2 separate regions of the Ovis aries genome follow, and region 1 is linked to region 2. A link is a contact called in public Hi-C data. All regions are on one chromosome and are shown on one strand. Each heading gives the region's core, a stretch centred on a gene start, on an enhancer-like site or on the middle of the called end of the contact. The rest is flanking DNA. Distances are from core to core; before and after follow the strand shown. Region 1 has its middle 67 kb from the start of SOWAHC. Region 2 holds the start of SH3RF3 (SH3 domain containing ring finger 3).

Region 1 (2,700 bases), core at 33-2,532, 300 kb before region 2:
TGCTCATAGAGAGGCAGCCATAATCTGCCATTGTGCTGGCTTCTTGCTGTGGCCACTCTCCCTGGGTGGTGAGAGGCAGAAACTGAGCACTGATCAGGAACTCTCCAGGATGCTTGAGGCTATGATGGATTTCAAAGTAGGCAAGGGCTCCTGGGATGCCAGGAGTCTGCAGTGAGGATTTACTTGCTGGCATGGAGCACGGGAGTGGAGATGAGCCTCAGATCCCCTCCAGCTTGGTCTTTGAGTTGGAAGTGTTTTAAGAGAGGAACAAAGGGTCTGAGATTAATCATAATCCTGTGACATTTCTTCACCATGGCTTCAGGAGTCAGGATGCCTCTGGCAGTTCATGGCTCAGGGGTCTGTGAGCTCACCTTGCACTGGAGAAATGACCTGCATGTGTGACCTTAACACTGGTAGTGATTTTCATTAGTATGACTGTTATGTACAGTTTTATCAATAACAGCAATCTTAGTCACCTAACCCTGGTTGATTAGTGTTCAGTGAGCACAGGATGGAGGTCAGAGGGGACAAGAAAGGGAATAAAGTTATAGACGGAGAGGTTAATCATAGATGTAGTGAGGAAGCTCGGTTTTAGGGGGACTCAGTTTCAAAAGCAAGGCTGCATTCCCCAGGGCCCTCACAAAGGATCAGTTTCAATGTACAGGCTTTCCAGCTGGCTGCTGTGGTCCCCACCTCCATCCTCCTCCCACCCCTCAGTGGCAGGGAAAGGGACAGGAGGAGCCTGAGCCTGGACCTGAGATCAAGATTGTTGAAAAAGCTCCAGGTCCCACTTCTGGGGCTGGCAGCCCTTGCAGAGTGCTGCACAAGGCCCACTCCAGACCCGAACTGGCTGCTGCTTGAGGCCCTTGCCAAGTGTGAAGTCAACAGAGCCCTCCTGCTTTGGCCCAGCTCTGAGCAGACCTGGAAACCGGCCCCGGAAGGAGCACCTCAGCTGAGCTCTCTGCCCTCAGTAGATCACAGGACACACCCCGGAGTGGCTCTCCCCAGGCCCCCAGGTTTAGGCAGAAACCACCATCGTTAGGTATTATACAAGGGAAGTTTCTCCCAGTCATCGACTGTGGCTGGTAAGTAGGTCTGTTTTTCTTCCAGCACATTTGCTGAGCTGCTGGCAGAGCTGCTGTAAACACTGCAGTTCTGCTGGGACAGACCTCAGGCCTCAGCCGGTTGTTGTTTATAAAGAACCTGCCTCAGAGCAGGGACAGGGCTGACTGCTCAGAACGTGGTGAAACCTGAAGAACCAGACACGGCCTGTCCTGGGGAGGAACCCGCTCCACCCAGGCAGTGCAGTTAGGTAGAAATGGAAGCCAAGGCTGGGCTGGGGAGGAACTGTCACGAAGGCACTGTTCAGAGCCTGAGGTCACTGCGTGTGCAGGAAGAAGGAAGCTGTGTGAAAGGAGGAGAGCCAGCTGGGGCTTGCAAAGTCCTCCCAACCAGGGGGTGTCCCAGGGTGTGGTCACCGTGTGCTCTACTGATGGGAAGCAGCAGACCGACAGGAGGGGGCTGGGCCTTGGAGGGGCTCAATTTCCCACTCACTGTAGGACCCTGAGCTGCCACCAGCCTCAGCTGGCTGAGGTTCTGTCACCTGTGCCAGAAACTCCTCGGTCCAGAAGACTTCCATCATAAGCACATTCCTCATTAGAGTAACTACTGGAGGTTGGGGACCAGATGGCCTTTATCTCTGCGCCCCAGTATGTACCTGCCACAGACCAGGAAATTTTATAAATTCTGGTTACAATGAATGAAATGATAGATAAGGGAGAGAGGGTGCTGATACTAATTTTGGGAGTTTGGCTATCGCTTTTTTCCTGGAAAAACATTTTTCTGTTGTTCAGAGATACTTGGCTATAGAAGAACTCTTACAAAAGAGCAGTTTTATAAGAGAAGTGTAGACTGTCCAGCCCATATGGATCAAATTTCCCTGTAAGTCCAAGAACGTTCTTTTACAAACATAGCAGAGATGAGCAGAGGGGGTGGGGGGGGTGGGGGGGGGTGGGGGTGGGGGGTTGGAGAGGGCTTTCAGAAGGGAGAAATATTAGAGCTTACCCAACCCAGTACAGGAAAGGGAAAAGGTGATGGTGTGCAGTCCAGAGTGGCTGGATTCTGTTCCTGTATGGAAAAGTGGGTACTGAAACACACTGCTGCTGCTGCTGCGTCACATCAGTTGTGTCCGACTCTGTTCGACCCCATAGACAGCAGCCCACCAGGCTCTGCTGTCCCTGGGATTCTCCAGGCAAGAACACTGGGAGTGGGTTACCATTTCCTTCTCCAATGCATGAAAGTGAAAAGTAAAAGTGAAGTCACTCAGTCGTATCTGACTTTTTGCGACCCCATGGACTGCAGCCTACCAGGCTCCTCCGTCCATGGGATTTTCCAGGCAAGAGTACTGGAGTGGGTTGCTATTGCCTTCTCCAACTGAAACACACTACAGCTAGTTAAAACTCTCTCCACGTGTGATTTTCTGCTGATTTTGCCCCTCCCCCGTGCCTGCTGACCCCAGCGCTACCACTGCAAGATGAACAGCCTCAGTTCAAGTTCTGCTGCTGTTTTGTCCTATGTGAAATAAAAATATCTACTGCCATATTAATAAACAAGAAACAGCACAGCCATCAGTGATTTTTGGCTTCCAAATGTGAGTGAGGACTCCCGAAACTGTCACCATACAGATGCTGCCACCCCCAT
Region 2 (2,700 bases), core at 37-2,536:
CGCGAGCTCACGATGCTCTCCAGGCAGCGGCGGCAGAAGGTGTGCTGGCAGGGCAGCACCTTGGCCGTCGTGTCCAGGCGTTCCAGGCACACGGAGCACTCCAGCAGGTCCAGCAGCGACGACTCGTCCATGTCCCCGCCCAGCCTGTCGCCGTCGTCTTCTCTCTGCGCCGCGGCGGCCGCCCGGGATGCGCACAGCCTGGGCGCTCCGAGCAGCATGGGGGCGGCGCCGGCGGCGACCGCGCGCACCTTTAGGTCCCGGGGCCGTTGCGGGCGCCGCCGCGGGCAGTGGGAGCCAGGGTCGCGCCTGGACGGCCGCTTGGGGACCGGGCTACACCGCGACTTCCTTCCCTGAGGCTGGCAGCGCCAAGGGGTGCCAATTGGCCTGCGCGGCAGGGACCGGAGCTCCGAGTCCCGCAAGCCCCCTCCGGACCGCCGAGCCCACCCAGTGCTTCGGAGCGCAGCGCCCGCAGATGCAGGCTACACCTGTCCCTCCTTTGCGAGTCCGGCCGGCACGGGTTCCAGCGGCGCCGCCGGGCGGGCAAGACACCCGGCGGCTCTGAGCTCTCAGCCGCCAGTCCGATCCCGGGGGAGGCGGGGGCGCGGCGTGCGCGCTCCCCCGCACTGCCTCGGTGCGCCCTGGGCCTCCCCGCGAGCCGCTGCCCAGCGGGTGCAGCCAGACCCCTCCTCGTCCTCGGCCGCGAGCACGTGCGCGGGGAGCGCGCGGAGGTCACGGTCACTGCGGGGCGCCGGGAAGGGGCAGCCGCGCCCTGGACCTGACCCGCCTGGGCGCAGGCCGGACACCAGTCCTGTTCTTAAGGCGCCTTCAGCGTCCCCAGGAACTCCAGGGCGCTCCCCAGCGCAGGCCCGGGCCTGTCCCCTCTGGCGACAGAGCCTCCTGCGCTCTCCGTGAGCCTCTGAGCGGGATGTTTCCGCCTGACGCTGCAGCGAAGGAAAGTTTGGGCGGCGCTATCCCGACCGCCTCCTTGGGCAGCGCCTGCCAGCAGCCTGGGGACGCAGCCAGCACCCGGGCATCCTCCTCGACGACGGCCGGTCCCCTGCCTGGCGGCGCGCGGAAGTGACAGCCCCAGAGTCGGGTGGGCGCGCGGGGCGCCGGGCGAGGCGGAGGGGGGAGGGCGCTGGAGTCCTCCCGGCGACGCGGGTCCGAGCCTGCGCCGCTGCCTGCCGGACCCCAGCCTCTCACGGGCCGCCCTGGGGACGCGCTCGATCCCTCCTCCGGAGGCGCAGACGAGGGGAGCAGCGGTCTCCTTCCCGGCGCCCGCCTTCGGGCGCGTCAGAGCGACGCAAGAGCGCACGGAGGCCCGGGGGCCGCGGGGCCGCGGCCGGTGGCGCAGATTCCCTGCCGAGCGCTGCCCCCTCGTGGCCGCTCTGGGCCCCGCCGAGGCCGACACTGCCTGGTCCAGGACTGGGCTACCGAAGAAAGGCGCGAGAGCCTGACGGCTGGTCAGGCTGTCTTGAGGTTTGTGAAGCTGTGTGTGTCTTTTTTGACGTTTCAGGGAGAAAATAATATCTGTTGAGGCGTCAATGCCAAAAACGTTCATCTTTTTATTTAATCCTCTAAACGGCCCTATGAGATAACTTTAACCTCATTTTTGCATGCAAGGAAAATGAAGCTTATGCTTATGAAATCATTGCAGCTGGATTTTTAAAATCTTTGTGTCTCCAGAACTGAAGGCATAGAAAAGATCTCAGTCCACTGTGATACAAGTTCCTGACAAGCCACATAGTTTTACACTGGAATATCCCCAGTGCCTAGGGAAACACCAGGCACATACTAGGTGCTCAGTAAACATTTGTGAAATTAATGGAAAAATGGTCTCCAAGTCATTGCCTAGTGGTGATTTGAATGCACATCTTGGTTCAGGGTATCCAGCCAGAATCGTATGCGTATTCGTGCATGCTAAGTCGCTTCAGTCACCTCTAACGCTGTGTGACCCCATGGACTGTATGTAGCCCACCAGGCCCCTCTGTCCATGGGATTCTCCAGGCAAGAATACTGGTTGCCATTCCCTTCTGGAGATCCTCTTGACACAAGGATCGGATCAGCATCTCTTATGTATCCTACAGTGTGAAGTAGGCTCTTTACCACTAGCATCAACTGGGCAGCCAATCCTGAGTCATATGCTCAGTCTATTATCCATGTACCTGAGCATGCATTCATCATGTAGGGTACAGCCCTGGCCCCAGAGAGTCAGCGAGAGAAAGTTCACAGCACATCCTCAGAACTTGCTGTCTGCACTGAAATGTCGCCATGAAGGGCGGCCTGGAGGGCTTCAAGGAGGAGGCCTTCAGCCTCATGAAGGAGGTGAAAGGACCCCCGAGCAGGGCATCTGCAAGGTCAAAGGTACAATGTGAGGAGCCGAGAAGACACCTGATTGGCAGGAGAACAGGGAACAATGGGTGTGCTAGTAGAGCTCAGGCTGATGGTGGAGCAGGAGGAAGTCAGGCTTGGTGACCAGCCAGCCTGAGGATGCATGGGTCTTGGGAAGGCTTGGGTGGGCAGCCCTGAATGTGGTCTCTTGGGACAAGGAGGAATCTGACTCAGGAGAGATAGTGTGATGACAGCAGACATGTACTTAATGCCACTGAACACCTAAAATGGGTGAGCTGGTATATTTCATCACACTGTAAAAATAAAAAAGCCTCAACAGGGGCTCCGGGGCTGAGGACTGTGGCCCAC

What was found. A called contact is a pair of places that touch in the nucleus more often than the background predicts.
Region 1: a contact with region 2 is called in a Hi-C map of liver, with 10 times the contacts expected there. The contact joins the enhancer-like site here to the promoter of SH3RF3 in region 2. A contact is called at or near these places in 4 of 16 Hi-C or Micro-C datasets (hypothalamus, liver, muscle and 1 more).

The regions. Positions count from the first base shown.
Region 1 is chr3:62,541,778-62,544,477 of ARS-UI_Ramb_v3.0, reverse strand. No RefSeq gene overlaps it. Among named protein-coding and RNA genes, the nearest start is that of SOWAHC, 67 kb to the right of the region's middle. Within about 2 kb of position 1,282, at least 30 of the 54 cell types and tissues checked have an H3K27ac peak or open chromatin away from gene starts, as enhancers often do. A contact at or near this core is called in hypothalamus and liver, where this site is marked.
Region 2 is chr3:62,245,285-62,247,984 of ARS-UI_Ramb_v3.0, reverse strand. It overlaps SH3RF3 (SH3 domain containing ring finger 3), which reads right to left and starts at 1,286. Exons shown (of 10, transcript XM_027966794.2): 1 at 1-1,286. The coding sequence starts at 218.